Regions from separate parts of the Mus musculus genome. Here all the other regions are linked to region 1. Evidence: chromatin contacts called from public Hi-C and capture Hi-C data. All regions are on one chromosome and are shown on one strand. The core of a region is the stretch at or near the end of the contact, and the rest is flanking DNA. Distances in the headings are between cores, read along the strand shown. Region 1 has its middle 77 kb from the start of Gm5087. Region 2 overlaps Atxn7 (ataxin 7). Region 3 has its middle 20 kb from the start of Thoc7.

The links. A called contact is a pair of places that touch in the nucleus more often than the background predicts. Capture Hi-C pulls out chosen DNA fragments and counts their contacts.
Region 2: a Hi-C map of peritoneal macrophages shows a contact between it and region 1, with 4 times the contacts expected there. The contact joins two enhancer-like sites. A contact is called at or near these places in 1 of 484 Hi-C or Micro-C datasets (peritoneal macrophages), 4 of 115 datasets of contacts at active chromatin or transcription factors (embryonic stem cells, microglia and stem cell-derived neural progenitor cells) and 1 of 9 other capture datasets (embryonic stem cells).
Region 3: a contact with region 1 is called in a capture Hi-C map of bone marrow-derived macrophages, with 7 times the contacts expected there. The contact joins two enhancer-like sites. A contact is called at or near these places in 1 of 115 datasets of contacts at active chromatin or transcription factors (microglia) and 1 of 9 other capture datasets (bone marrow-derived macrophages).

Annotation. Positions count from the first base shown.
Region 1 is chr14:13,359,316-13,364,226 of GRCm38.p6, reverse strand. It overlaps a transcript of Synpr not described here. Among named protein-coding and RNA genes, the nearest start is that of Gm5087, 77 kb to the right of the region's middle. Within about 2 kb of position 2,791, at least 63 of the 459 cell types and tissues checked have an H3K27ac peak or open chromatin away from gene starts, as enhancers often do. A contact at or near this core is called in bone marrow-derived macrophages, microglia and peritoneal macrophages, where this site is marked.
Region 2 is chr14:14,062,262-14,067,172 of GRCm38.p6, reverse strand. All of the region lies in intron 4 of Atxn7 (ataxin 7), which reads right to left. It also overlaps the pseudogene Gm31222. Among named protein-coding and RNA genes, the nearest start is that of Atxn7, 52 kb to the right of the region's middle. Within about 2 kb of position 2,187, at least 81 of the 459 cell types and tissues checked have an H3K27ac peak or open chromatin away from gene starts, as enhancers often do. A contact at or near this core is called in peritoneal macrophages, where this site is marked.
Region 3 is chr14:13,978,925-13,983,835 of GRCm38.p6, reverse strand. It overlaps a transcript of Atxn7 not described here. Among named protein-coding and RNA genes, the nearest start is that of Thoc7, 20 kb to the right of the region's middle. Within about 2 kb of position 2,340, at least 59 of the 459 cell types and tissues checked have an H3K27ac peak or open chromatin away from gene starts, as enhancers often do. A contact at or near this core is called in bone marrow-derived macrophages and microglia, where this site is marked.

The DNA of each region.
Region 1 (4,911 bases), core at 1,542-4,041:
CCCAGAAGTGGATGCTCACAGTCAGCTATTGGATGGATCACAGGGCCCCCAATGGAGGAGCTAGAGAAAATATCCAAGGAGCTAAAGGGATCTGCAACCCTATAGGTGCAACAACATTATGAACTAACCAGTACCCCGGAGCTCTTGACTCTAGCTACATATGTATCAAAAGATGGCCTAGTCGGCCATCACTGGAAAGAGAGGCCCATTGGACACACAAACTTTATATGCCCCAGTACAGAGTAACACCAGGGCCAAAAAAAAAAAAAATGGGAATGGGTGGGTAGGGAAGTGTGGGGGAGGGTATGGGGGACTTATAGGATAGCATTGGAAATGTAATTGAGGAAAATACGTAATTAAAAAAAAAAAAAAAGAGTGCCAAACCCAAGTTACTGTCAGCAGCGTGTCAGGACCAAGGCTGACACCAATAGAGCAGGCTTGATTTTTAACCCAGAACCAATTAATTGGGCTCATAGACTCTGGCCTCTTCTAACTTATGTCTATCAATCTAACTAACTTTTAACTAACAACGGAACCCAATTGTGTGAGAAACTTTTATTAAAAAAATTCAATTATATCAAAATGTACTTCATAATTATTTTTTATATAAGTCTACTATGTTTTCTTGAGGCTGTGAAACTGGCATTCATAAGGTACCTTTGGTCTTTGTGTGATCAGAGAATCTGGCTGATGGTTTGGGCGCTGTGGGAGTGCACTAAGCTCTCCCTGCAGGCTGTATCATGCCTTGCTCTTGCCTTCCTCCTCCAGCTCTCCTTTGTAAAACCATCCAGCTGGGGTACCAGCTAAACTCTCCGCACAGCGGGCAGTATTTCAATGCAGGGCCTGTGGGATCCTTCACATTTTTTCCATCTTGCCTTTATGGCATTTCTTAGCAGCAACTGTCTTGGATTTCTCGGTCACTGACTCTGCCCTTTGACAGAATGAATGGGGGAAGAATAGGTTAGTGTTAGAAAACTCTGACCACAGCTGCCCTCCGTGCTGTATTTGCTCTAGATTAAGCATCCCAAATTTTCATGAATGTAAATTGTTTCTCCTGATAAAGTTTTCTTTCGTTCATAAGAATCCTCTTTATTATAACGTATCACTGTCTCAACTGATAAAGTCAGTGAACTTGTGCGAAGGGTGATAGAGTCTGGGTGGAAGGAAATAGGTTTGCCTGAACATACTCATTGCTGCTTCCTAATCTGGACCTGACACAAAAGCAAAGACTTCATTGACGCCTAGATTCTCGGTACCGAGAGCATTGGTTCTCAACCTTACTAATGTTGCAACCATGTGGTACAGTTCCTCATGCTGTGGTGACCCCCAACCATAAAACTATTTCTCTGCTTTTTCATAACAGTAATTTTGTTACTGTTATGGGTCATAATATAAATATCTGCTATGTGACACACAAAGGAATCACAACCCACAAGTTGAGAACCACTGGTCTAGACCATGTTTGAATGCCTTGTTAAACAATCTGTCACATGCTGATAGAACATCTCACCTCAACTGAAACCTACAATGGCCCAGTAAGTACATATAATTCTGTTTTATCCTTAAGGACAGTGATAGTCATGCATACAGAGTAAATTGGGTGCATTATTGAAAAAGTTCATCTTGAAGTAACAACTCACATCCATATGCTCTACCTGTCAAGCCCTGAATACAAATCACCTTCCCTACAAAAAGGGAGTAAGACAACTGAGCTCATTGTGCTGCTCAGCCAATCCCCAGCTCTGGCCTTTAGGATAATCCTGAACACACACAGCAACCTGGCCTTCACATCCAAAGGAAAAAACATGGCTATTAAGACTTGTTCACCTTCAGTCTTCTTTAGCACTCAAAGGAGGAGGAGTGTGTAAACTGTGAAGTACAATTGAACAAGACTACCATGTCAACTCCTCATGGAAGCCCTCCTTGAGTCTCTGCTTCCCTTAGCAAAGCTAGGCTGAATTGTTGCTCAGCACCAGTCCATTGTCCCTGCAGCACGTGCTACAGTGTGATTCTAGAGTACTTGTTTGGTTACTCGGCACGCAACCATCACCAGACGGCACAGACTTAACACATATGTAACTTCATTGGTTCATTTATTATTTCCAAAGAGGTTTGGCTATATATAGACATCAAGTTTGGCAATAACATAGGTTTATATTATTTACTGAACCCACAAGTAACACTAGAATGAAGAAACAGCTGTACTCTTTACAGAGGGACACCTAGTATCTAAGTTGGCGACATCTATTCAGTGATCACTTGATTGGGTGAGGAAGGCTCAGGGACTCTGGTGGCACAGCGGGTTTCCTTGAATGTTCTCTATGCACTCCTCAGGGCTGTGGTCTCATTGTAGTTTCACAACCTGAAATATCTCTGCTTGTGTTCACTTGGGGAAAAAGGGGGAAGTGAGACTCTAGGGCTTCTTTCTGTCAAGGGATAAAGGGACAGGCAAGTGAGTACTTCCTCTTCACCCCCTTTAAGAGTTGTGTGTTGGCAAGCACTAGTAATGTCTAGTCATCTCCAAAGCAATCATTAGAAGTAGTCTAATAATAGCCAATTTTTAAGCTACCCGATAAGGGTACTAATTTCTTAGTCCTCAAAACAATATGATGATGTCTATACTTCTTCCATTGTACCTTTTCAAGGGAGTCACTCCCACTATGAATCCATAGTTCCATTTTGCATGTCCTAGATAGCAGGATTCCCATACCACTCTCTTAGTGCCACCACTCCCTGTATCCTGCATGGCAGGAGTCACACAGTACTGCATACATCCTCACACAAATCTCATTTGGCAATCACACAAAAACAGCACTTGCTCTTGTGACTGGCATCCTTCTTTCTCTTGGCTAGATTACTCATGCTTCCTTCTGAAAACCACAAAGTTTCATTTCCCACAGTCTCAATGTGTAACCTTATTTGTCCCTGGTCAAGGGATGGGCATCAGATAACCTAGATACAGGAAAATCTCTGAGATTGAATAGAAAATTGGTACTGAATAACCTAGAGTTGGCCCCCATACCAATCCCTGATTTCTTTCAGTATTTACTCACTATTTGTTATGTGCCAACAATACATGTCCTGCCTTCGTGGAGTTTATATTCCACAGACAAACCCAGGCATGCCATCCTGGTCCTGGATGTCAGCAAGTGTGAGAGACAGAAAGGAAGAGGGAAGAAATACAATGTGTATACGGGTCTCCATGATATCATGTAGGTGAAAATACTTCTTGAGATGCTGGTCCCAACATGTAAATTGTCATGTAAACAGTGTTCTAGGCCAAAGGGTGATAACAGGAGGTGCCAGGGTCCTGAGACATGAATAAGTTTCATTGAATGAAATCAAGTGGTTAGCACACATGCCTCAAGCAGAATGCTGCTCTGTACATTTGGGCACATGTCCCAGGGTTCTGATAATGTTGTAGGCCAAGATCAAGGCTGTTGGATTTTATATTTAATGTAACAGAAAATCATTAATGGGTGCAAGGAGAATAGGTATGTTACTATTCTTTGGTTTTTGGTTTTAACAAATAATTCTTCTGGTTGCCTCATGTATAACAGTGTTGTGTCCATGGTAAGAATTGAAACTGGGATAAAAGTGTCACTGCAAAGACTCAGTTAGGACAGAAGGCATTGTACTGGCTAGTTTTGTGTCAACTTGACACAGCTGGAGTTATCAAAGAGAAAGGAGCTTCAGTTGGGAAGATGCCTCCATGAGATCCAGCTGTAAGGCATTTTCTCAATTAGTGATCAAGGGGAAAGGCCCCTTGTGGGTGGGACCATCTCTGGGCTGGTAGTCTTGGGTTCTGTAAGAGAGCAGGATGAGCAAGCCAGGGGAAGCAAGCCAGTAAAGAACATCCCTCCATGGCCTCTGCATCAGCTCCTGCTTCCTGACCTGCTTGAGTTCCAGTCCTGACTTCCTTGGTGATGAACAGCAGTATGGAAGTGTAAGACAGATAAACCCTTTCCTCCCCAGCTTGCTTCTTGGTCATGATGTTTGTGCAGAAATAGAAACTCTGACTACGACAAGCATTAATGTTCACACTGGAGTTGAAAAGTACCCAGAATCGGCATGCAGGATGAAGTAACCATGGAGAGTGTTTGCTAGTGAACCAGATGCTGCAATAACTGGGGAAAGGGTTTGCTGGTGGACTAGATGTCAGTCTGAGAGGACAGTAATGGTGCTGGTGTGTGTTTTGATGACAATATTTGGGGATAAAGAGCTCATTATAAAAAAGACATTGGTGGAGTTTGGGGGGATGCTACAGTTTTATTTTGTGAATATGAATCACAAAGTGCCTACCGTCCACTCAGGTAGAGAGACCACATGCATCCATGCACAGACCATGATATATATTTGACTGATTACAGACAGTGGCTACCTCTTGCCACTCCAGGTCACTGGAGATGTGTCTGTGATTCAGCCTGCTTCTTTGCACTGTTGCTGTATCTGTACAATTGGAGTCTGGCCGGAGCTCATCTTGTACACATTTCCATCAACTAAAGTGAGTTTCTGTTTCATACAAGCAAGACACTAATGGGCACTATGACTTCCAAGGTAATAAAGAGTAGAGGTGGCGCTGGAGGTGAACCCAGAAGTCCAAACATGAAAGAGCTGGACTCTGAACTGCATCCAAAGCAAGATGGCTTCAAAGGCTGGGGCCATGGATGCTTTCCACAGTGATCACACCGTGGCAAAGAAGGGCAAAGACTTCAAAGAGAAAAGGGCATCTCTGCAGAAGAGGCATCAGCTGCCAACCTCAAATTTCAGGACGCATGGCACAGCAGCTGTCTGCTTTACTTTGCTGAAAGAGAATGGGGACATTCACAGGTGACCTCCAGCACAGTGCGCACAGTGAAGCCTTTGGTTGACATCTCCTGAAAATGTTATTCCATATAACATTTCTTATTT
Region 2 (4,911 bases), core at 938-3,437, 700 kb before region 1:
CCTTCCTAGACCATGTAACAATAATCTGGACCTGTCTGGATACTTATTTTCACAATCTGTACAATACCCTGTGCTTATTGTCCGGCTGGGAATCCAATCCCTGGATTGCAGAACTCCTCTACTTCCTCTTTTCTTTCTTTTCTTTTCCTTCCTTCCTTCCTTCCTTCCTTCCTTTCTTTTTTGTTTTTCAAGACAGGGTTTCTCTGTATAGCCAGTCCTCTCTGTCCTGGAACTCACTCTGTAGATCAGGTTTGCCTTGAACTCAGAGATCGACCTGCCTCTGCCTCTGCCTCTGCCTCTGCCTCTGTCTCTGTTGTGATGGGATTAGAAGTGTTTACCACATTCTTCTTCTAATACAACTGCCTTCTGTGGATCCTTATAAGTATGCGATCCTGTCCCTATCTGAGCACCATGGCAATCTCCATACAACTAACTACTCCCTTTTTGCCAACTGACAAACCCTCCTGTTAAAGAGACTGCCCAGCTGATCTGAGCTTAAAGGTAACAACAGCTCAGAAGCTTGGAACATCAGAATGAGCACTTTTTAAATGTGAAAAGAGGGGGAAAGATAACATAAATCCTGTATGACTGGGTGTGTGAGTGACCAAAAGAGCAAAAGTGAGAGGGGGAGAGGGGAGAGCACCAAGTCATGAATTACTCTGATGCAAATGATTTTACCAGAAGGCAAAAGAAAAAGAGAAACCGTGAAACACAAGTTCTAAATTAACTCTGGAGTGTCACACTCTCTACCTGGGTGTGGAGCTCTCTGGGTGTGTGTGTGCTCAGGAGTAAAACAGTGTGGTCACGTGGTAGTTCTTTTCCTTTCCTTTTTTTGAGACATCTCCACACGGACTTTCCCCACGGCTGTCTGCACACTCACCAACCGTGTGTGAGGATCCCTTTCTCTCCAAACACGCTTCACCAACTGTTGAGATTGACTGGTGATAGCCACTCTGACTGGGGAGAGGGAATGCTATCTCAAAGTAGTTTTAATTTCCATCTCACTATATCTAAAAAATGAACAATTTAAGAACAGCCATTATCCACTTGTGTTTTTAGTGTGTGTGTGTGTGTGTGTGTGTGTGTGTGTGTGTGTGCCTTTCTAATGTCCCCTTCTGTATATGGTGACAGTGCTAGTAAGAAAAAAAGATCCTGAAAGCAGGCAATCTATGACTGCTCTGGGACTGAGGGCCCTGTGCCTGGCTAGGGAAGATCCCTGTAGTCTGCTTACTGCCTACTTTATTTTGAGACAGTCTTGCTAATAATGAGGCTAGCCCTAAAACTTCTGACCTCCTACTTCAGCCTTCAGGGCAGCTGGGATGCAGACATGTTCATACCTAAGAGAAATAACTTTGAGCTTGTGCTTTTACTATGTGAGAGAAAGCAGGCGGGATAGTGAAGACTGAGGAGAACATAATTTTTTACACTGACAAGCTGTACATAAACACAAAAATTAAGACTAAAGTTCATACTAAAGCTTAAAACACTCAATGCTCTCAGTGCTCTGTAGAAAATTCTGTTTCGGCCAGTCCTAGCTTTGCTCTTCTTGAAAAGCATTACTATTGCTTAAATTATTTCCCAACAGTGCTCAGAAAGCTTTTTGTATACTTTTTGGTTTTGATTGTCACATATCTTTTCTTATGGAAATCATTAGGGCACCTTACTAAAAAGATGAAAATTACTTACTAAAAGATGATTTTAATGAAAGTAAATAACATCCTTCCAGACCAAAAATTCTGTAAGTGCCATAGTTACAAGGACACACATTACCATAGTTACAAGGACACACACATTGCCATTCCACTGTGGCTAAGAGTCACGGAGCCGTCCCCCTCTCCTGGGAACCAGCACTCAGAGCAGCCAGAGGGACCGGTCTAACAGTTCCAACTCAAGGGAAAGGATCTGGATTCACCTAGCATCATGCCTCCTCCTACAGGAAGAGTGTAAATTAAACAGTGCATGCACTGCAATACCAAGTACACAGCCAGGAACTCAGGAAGTCTGCTCTATCACCGATTACAATCCAGGTGTCAGGCAGCTTCTGAAGAAACCAAAGAGTAAGAGTACCATGTAAGTCAGTACTACATAAACTAGTCTGTCCTTCACAGACCCCGGGATTTCCTGAACAGCACAAGTGTCAGTCATCCCGTGCTCTGAGAACAAACAAGCCCTTGGCAGTTATGAAATTCTATGCTCCCATCGCTGGCTGCAGGCAGTTCCTCATCGTACAACAACACAGGCCTCCACTAACTCCACTGTCTCAGCAGGCCAGGCAGGTTATAATTGGCCTTAATTGGCACTTAAAGCAGCTTTAACATTCCTTAGCTGCTGCCAAGGAACACTTGAAAGGGGAAGAAAGTATTTTCAAACTTGGAAATACCAAGCAATTCATTCAGCTGAGGGCCTCAAAGACTAGAGTTAGAATCAGGTTAGCTTCACCAAAAAACAGAGCTATGCTATTATGCAATGCTCATTAGGAGAGGTGGGAAACGAAGTTTATATGAGATAATTCACCTTAGGGGCTAATCCTACACAGTAGCTTTACTCTGCCTTACCTCTTCTGATCTAGCAAGAGATGGCTTTTCAGGGCCAAATCACACACTTCATGAATGTAAGGCAGACAATACATTATCCCCCATGGTCTGATTTACAAAGGTGTGTGAACCACTGTCTGATCCCTAAGCTTCGTTATCAATTGATGGACAAACATGAACAGTATTAAGAGATAATGAATTACACCAAATGAAAAGAGGATGCTGAGACCAGAAAAATGATGACGTATTTCCTTGGCCTTGCAATTAATCTTGCTGAACGCTCACTCCATGTTACACACTGCAGGAACGAATCCCAGATTGAACAATTCCACTTTCCCACCCAAGGTAAAAGCCATACAGAATGTTTACAGAAATTCCCTACAATACTAAAAATTACTTTGACTTGTTAGAGTATTTTAAAGTCACTCATTTTGAAATAATTCTTTGCCTCGTGTGTGTGCCTGCGTGCACGTGTGTATAAGAAACAATGTGAGAGACTTTAGAAAAGTACATAGAAATTCAGAAAATAAATCCATCACCCCCCCCATAGGATTAATATTTGGTATGGCTAGTAACAACAGACACAACGAACCTCCATCCTTTTGTAAATCCATCTAGTAGCAGCTAGCATCAATGCAATGACTACTAATTCTGACCCAGAATCCTTTCTTGAGACTCTCACACAAGGCACTATCACTACACTTACACATATGCCCAAGAGTGGCTTTGTTCAAAGGGTCAAAGACAAAAAAATAATCCGGAAGCCCATGTCAGGCCGTGGAAGCTGCAGCATGGCCATTCTTTAAAAGTAGTGGGGACTGTTAAAAACCTGAGAACAAGCACCAGTACTGCTAAGTAGACAGCAGCAATGTGCAGAACACGAGCACTTTGTCACTCTGTTACTAAAGTACCTACTAACAAGACTCCTAGTTCTGCATGAGAAAACAGCACAGGGATATTCAGTTCTTTGATAGTTCCGAGACTCGATGGGCTCTTATGCAGTTAGAGTCAGGAAAGCAGGGGAAGGCTGAGGAGCACGTTTGGGATGACGTCACTTTGCTTATTTACATAAAAGGTAACACACACTGCTTTTATGACTCAGGGTTTCACTCTATATTCCAGGCAGCCCTTGAACTCAGTATGGATCCCTCCCAGACCTCCAATTTGGAATAACCCTCCTGCTGCTGCCTCCCCTCCCTGGTGTAGGGATTATAAGTGTGCATCACTCCTCCTGGCTGAATTTATGTATTTAACACACTCAACAAAATACCTTTTTTTAAAGGTTGCTTAACAATTCCAAGTATAAACAAATTTATGCGCAAGATCACCACTCAGCAGCGCCTGTCAGTCCACAGCCTAAGTTGGATCTGTGGGACCCACATGGTAGACGGAGAAAACCCATCCCTGCAACCTGTTCCTAGACCTCCACATGCTGAGGCACACACGCACCCAACATAAGCATAGACAAAACAAATAGACTAAAATGTGGTCATTTAAAAAATTCTCCAGGAAGGGAACTTAAGAAGCCTGAGCTGCGAGGAATGTGCGGCAGCAGTAAACAGCCGCTTCACGAAGGAGCCGCTCCCTTCCTCTGTGGGAAGCGCATTACAGCAACAGGTACACAGAGGAGCACAACAGAACCACAAACAAAGAGACCCATTTGCAACTCTGGCAAACTTTCTAAAGCTCACTGTAAATCTTTACTATTAGGAATTTGGACAATTAGATAATTTAGCATAGCAATTACAAGAGGCAATGAAAACTAAATTTACTTTAGTTTTTTGTTTGTATGTTTTCTGCATCACAGAACATTTAATTCACATCAAGCCTCAGACACTGTGATCATATTGGCCTCTTCCACTGGTCAGCAGGAAGCCCTTCCACCAATGGCTCCCATGGCTTCCACTGCAACATTGTTCTTCCAGACTTAGTTCATTTTCTGCCTGAAGAATCACCCTGATGCAAATCTTATAGTTTTTTAACATCTGTTTCCGCTTTGACTGTACCCAGTTTCTCATTGGTGATCTGTGTTATTTTCTATAGGATGCATGTTTAGGGACGCGCTGGTATTGTTAGCCCCTCATGTGGAGTGTCTCACGCAGCCAGTCTACCAGGCCAGTAGAGTTCTTCAGAATACCTGCCATGACAGGAACCCTCTACATTTTATTTTTAACTCCAAAGGCAGTACATGTCAGGTCTTACATCTTGTATGTCTAGGAACGCACTGTTTGTATCTTAACTGAAAAGTTTTATTTATTCTTTGTTGGTGCATGTGTGGAGGGCAGAGGACAACTTCTTCAACCATGGGTTCCAGAATTCAAAATCATGTGATAAGACATACGGATAAGATCTTTTTTACTTGAAGAGCTACCTCAAG
Region 3 (4,911 bases), core at 1,091-3,590, 620 kb before region 1:
ACACAAATATATGTATGTCTGCATATACATGTATGTATATACATACAAACACACTCACACACACATACACATCTACATCACATACTCATACTTAGGAAGCAACAGATCTTCTACATAAATCAGACCAGAAAATTGGCTTCTTTACTATAAAAATAAAAGTTATGTGTGCTGTTTACTTTGGGTCTGTCAATCAGTGAATGTCACTAATGTGATTTTCCAGATAATCATATGAATGAATGTACATACACATTTCACACAGTGACTGATATATGGTTGATGGTCCTTCCCCTTGTTTCCCTTCCCTATCCCAATAATCCCTCAAGTTCTGGCATCATTCTGCCTGCAAAAAACAGCGGGGCTCACAGAGTGGCTTCATTACAAAGGGTGCTGTCCGACCTTTGAAGTAAACTATCTGAAATGTTAGAAGCCAGTGCTTTCCCACTCCTAAGAATCTTTGCTGACTGCCTTTTGGATCATGAATTCTGGTCAAGATGGATCTCCTTCACTGAACTAAGGAGCTGCAGACACAGGCTGGCACTAGTGACCTACCATCTATCTACTTGTACAGCTCTCAGGTTCATTTGGCCATATGGTCTTATTTGTAACCAAACATTAATGTGCCCTCCTCTACAGATCCCAGAATACTCCCTATATTTTGTAAGACAACAGATAGACGTCTGAGAAAGATTTGTTCCTTCTGAGGCCATCTGAACACAGACTTCACCTACCCATAGCATTCCATGTCTTATTCACAAACACATTCAAAGAATTTTACCAGCCTGATTTCATAGTGACCTTTCACACTAATTATACAGAGCAATTCCATGACACAAGTTCCACTATACAATAAACAATTAATGTAACTATTTTATTGCCATTCATTTAAGTATCATTATACAAAAACAAAAAACAAAAACAAAATAAAAACCCTCTCCTTTGGAGATTTTCCAAGATGAAAGAGAACATAAATACGGTCATACTTTACCTCTGTATTACACACATAATTAAATATCCTTTTGGATTTCTAATTCCTGTTCAATCTTCAATCATAGTACCTGCTTGTTAGCAGGGCAAACTTTTCCTAGAGTACCTTTCCCCTTAACTTTATAAAGGGTGTCATCTTAAACAGCAAGACAAAAGTTTATGCTATAATTGGCAATGTGCTGGTATATTTGACTTTACATTCTGGTCAAATATGGCACTGCAGAGTTTGCAGTACTTGAGCTAGAAAAAAATCAAATGCTGGGAAACAATTTTAAGAAATCTCTTTTAAATTTTAATCATAAATGGTTTTTTAAAAATGAGATTCTTAAATATTGAAGGAAAAGCCAATTTTAAATGTTATTCAACAGTATGAAAATGACAAAATTATAAGGTTGGAAACTAGGTGGCTGGAAGGTAGGAGCTGGGAGGTACTGAGTACAGGCCAGCCTAAGGGACAGCACAAGGCGACATCTGCAGGGTTAAGGTGGTTGTGCATCTGGTCTGGAAAAGTGACTACTTGAAAATACTCAAGTGACAGAATCACGGTTCAAGTGCTGCCTGCCACTGTAAGTTTCCAGGTTTTGATACTGTGCTACAGATAGAAGCACACAAGCCTTTTAAAACATTTTATTGTCTGACTTTCTGAACCTAAGTAGATTGATTATCTTGATAGAGATGTAGAGATAATGAGGAAGTAGAAACAGAATACTAGCCTTGTTCTGGCTCTCAGATTTACTGTTGGTGACAATGTCAACGCACATTTTGTCAGCCAATGTGGATGTCTCACAAAGGAGTCAGCAATACATACACTGTGTAAGAAACAATTTAAACAATGTTTAAAGGTTTTGTTGTATTTTAAATTACATAAGATGTTTCATTTAAAGCAGAGAGCCATGAAGAGCATGCTTTATGAGTTAAGAATGAGAGTGTGGTTTTTGTCTGCTACTCAAGGTTCCACTGAGCCTATGATTACATGTCATTTTCAAGATATATTATTAGAGGGACATGATTACCAAGTGATTTTTGTGTGGAAATGAGGACAGCTTCAATAATTCAAACCTGATTAAGTCAATAAAAATTTTCTACAATGTGACAATAAAAATGTAGAGACAAAGTGACCTCCCGTAGCTGGCTTATGTCATTTAAACACACTCAGTGTAGAAAGATTCAGATGTTTTTATCCCAGATTGGAAGCACAACACTCTAGGATGATAACATGAATACAAGCCCCTGGTTCCTATGTCTCATCATAACTAAGCTCAAGCTCCATTTCTGAAGAGTGAATGGAAAGAGGGCTAGCAGCACTTCCTAAATACCTTCCTGTTCACTCCTCTCTATGTGATGCAACGTGACCTACATTTCCTGTGCCCATTGAGACTCCGTGGGAGGGGGAAGAGGAGAGTTCTTCATTTCTCTTATCCTCTGATTAACTAGGACAGCAAATGCCACTCAAGGGACTGCTGCTGGGCTGAAGCAAGGGAAAAGTCATGCCAGTAGGAAATTCCAGGGAGGACATTTGGGGTGCTGCTTCTTGGGTTCTGCAAACTCAGTGCTACAGTTTTATAAGACAACTGCCACGGAAGAAACACCCCGCTTTCCATGAGCATCAGCTGAGAATCAGCGCAGAATGCTACTTCCCTTCCTTCAGGCTCTCAGCACGGCGAAATTAAACTTGAATTATCAACTCTTATCCTGGACAGAATCATTTCTTTATACTTAATTTACAAACAAACACGTAACAAAGACTGTATAGCATGTTCTCAAAAGCCCCACAGCCAGTTTCTCCTGTAACTTCTTTTCTAAATTTCTAATATTTATCTTGTTGTTTGTTTCTTTAATGAGGGCTGGCATCAGGGTCATCTCCGGAAGTTAAAGAACAATTTGAGAGAGTGAGTTATGTCCTTCTATCATGTTGGTCAGAGACTGAACTCAGGTCTTCAGGCACTTACTACTGAGCCATCTCACTGCCCACTCCCCTAGGTTATTAAATAAATATGGTACATTTGTCACAGCTAATGAAGTAATACCAACAGGTTGTATTTTATTTTATTTATTTTCTTCCAGAAAATATATTTTTTTAAGGTCTGTGCAGCAAATAGAATTGTATATACTTACTGTGTGATCATGGTACAATTCATGTGCATTTGCTATGATTAAAATGGAACGAAGGAACATACCACCACCTCCCTGTTCATCATGTTTTGTGTGATGAGAACACTGAAGATCCTCCCTAGTGACTTTCACATACATGTTACTAATTGCAGTCACTGGACCTTACAAGCACAGACCCTCTGAATGTATCGTGTTCATCAGAGTTGAAAGCTGTCAGAACTCTTGGCATGCTTGTTGTCCTATTCCCTCCCCCAACTCTCAGAGCCTGACAACGACCACGGTGCTGGTTCTTTATGTTCAGTTTCCTTATATTCAACATGAAATGAAGTTAGATAATATTTGTCTTTCTGTGCCTGTACTATGGGAACAGGAAGGAGTTCCTTTAAAGGTAGATAACTATTCTGTTGTACACATACCCCATATTCTCGTACAGGACATACTTTTTGTTGTTGTTCCTTTGGCTATATACCCAGAGTAAGATTACAATAGAGTATGGTAGTACTTTTGTTTATTTGGTTGGTTTCGGTTTCTGGAGACAATATTTCTCTATACAGTCTTGGCTGTCTGGGAACTTGCTCTGTAGACCAGGCTGGCCTCAAACTCACAGAGATCTGCCTGCTTTAGCCTCCCAAGTGCTGGGAGTAAAGGTGTGTGCCACCACACTCAGCTGTTTTTTATTTTATTTCAGGGCACATTTGAAGCCATAGTTTAAGAAATCACTGCTTAGGATAATATCAAAACTGTTTTCTCCATTTCCATATAAAACTCCTCTGAAGGAAATCACTATGTACAGCTAACAGTTAAGGGACAGGTAATTAGTTATATTCTCCCTCCTCAAGAGTACATTATTTGCATAAATCATTTGAAACTCTTGGTATTCTTTTACAAGAAAAATTTGTTCAGCACATTCTTTCTCATATTTGAATTTATACATTTCTCATGGTTTAGATATATAGATTTCTGTGTTCAATTTGGACTATCTGTAGAGTTTCAGAAGCCAGAAAGGACCCATAAGAAGCGGAGGTCTCGAAGGGTGATGTGATATGAACGTAGTGGAAATGTTGGGAGTTAAAGGTTTAGGCAGGGATGAGGGTGAGAACAGGAAAAAGGAAGGAGTGGGGAGGGTTAATCACAGTTAAGTATGAAAAGCCCTCATGGAAATCCACTATTTTGTATGCATTTGAAAAATATAATCTTAAAAAGGAGTTAGGACACAGGCACCCCAAATAAATGGACAGTGATTCCTCCAGAAACCATGGGTTATTACATGAAAATCTTAGTTCCAGGAGTGGGATGCCTCCCTCTGGTTATTCATCAAGGAAGCCCCCAAAACAACACAAGCTGATGTCATTGCTCTTGGTTTCTACCAGAGCCAGAGAGTAAGACACCATTACCGGAGACAATGTACACTTTACTGTCAGGACAAAAGGAAATCACAATGAAACTGACTCGAAGATACTCTCCCCAACCCCACTGAAAAGCCCTCACAGTGCTGAAACATGCTATCCAGGCTGCTGGGTAAGAAAGCATCACTGCTATTTCATAGACATAAATCCCACATGGTACATGCAACACCAACATCACAGGCAAAGTGTGCCATTGAGGTAGGATTAAAGGGGTAACTGACCACTTTTGGATTAGAGGGCTCTTCCATAGGAGGGAACGCATGCTTGTTCCTGTAAACCTCATCAAAGCCCGTGGTTAGGGAGGTCACTGGCCTTAGGGGGAACCCACTACTGTTGTCCTGTTAAATGAACATGTGGTCAAACTACCTTCTAAAAGTTTATATCTGAAAGTTTAAAAAACTAGTATTGC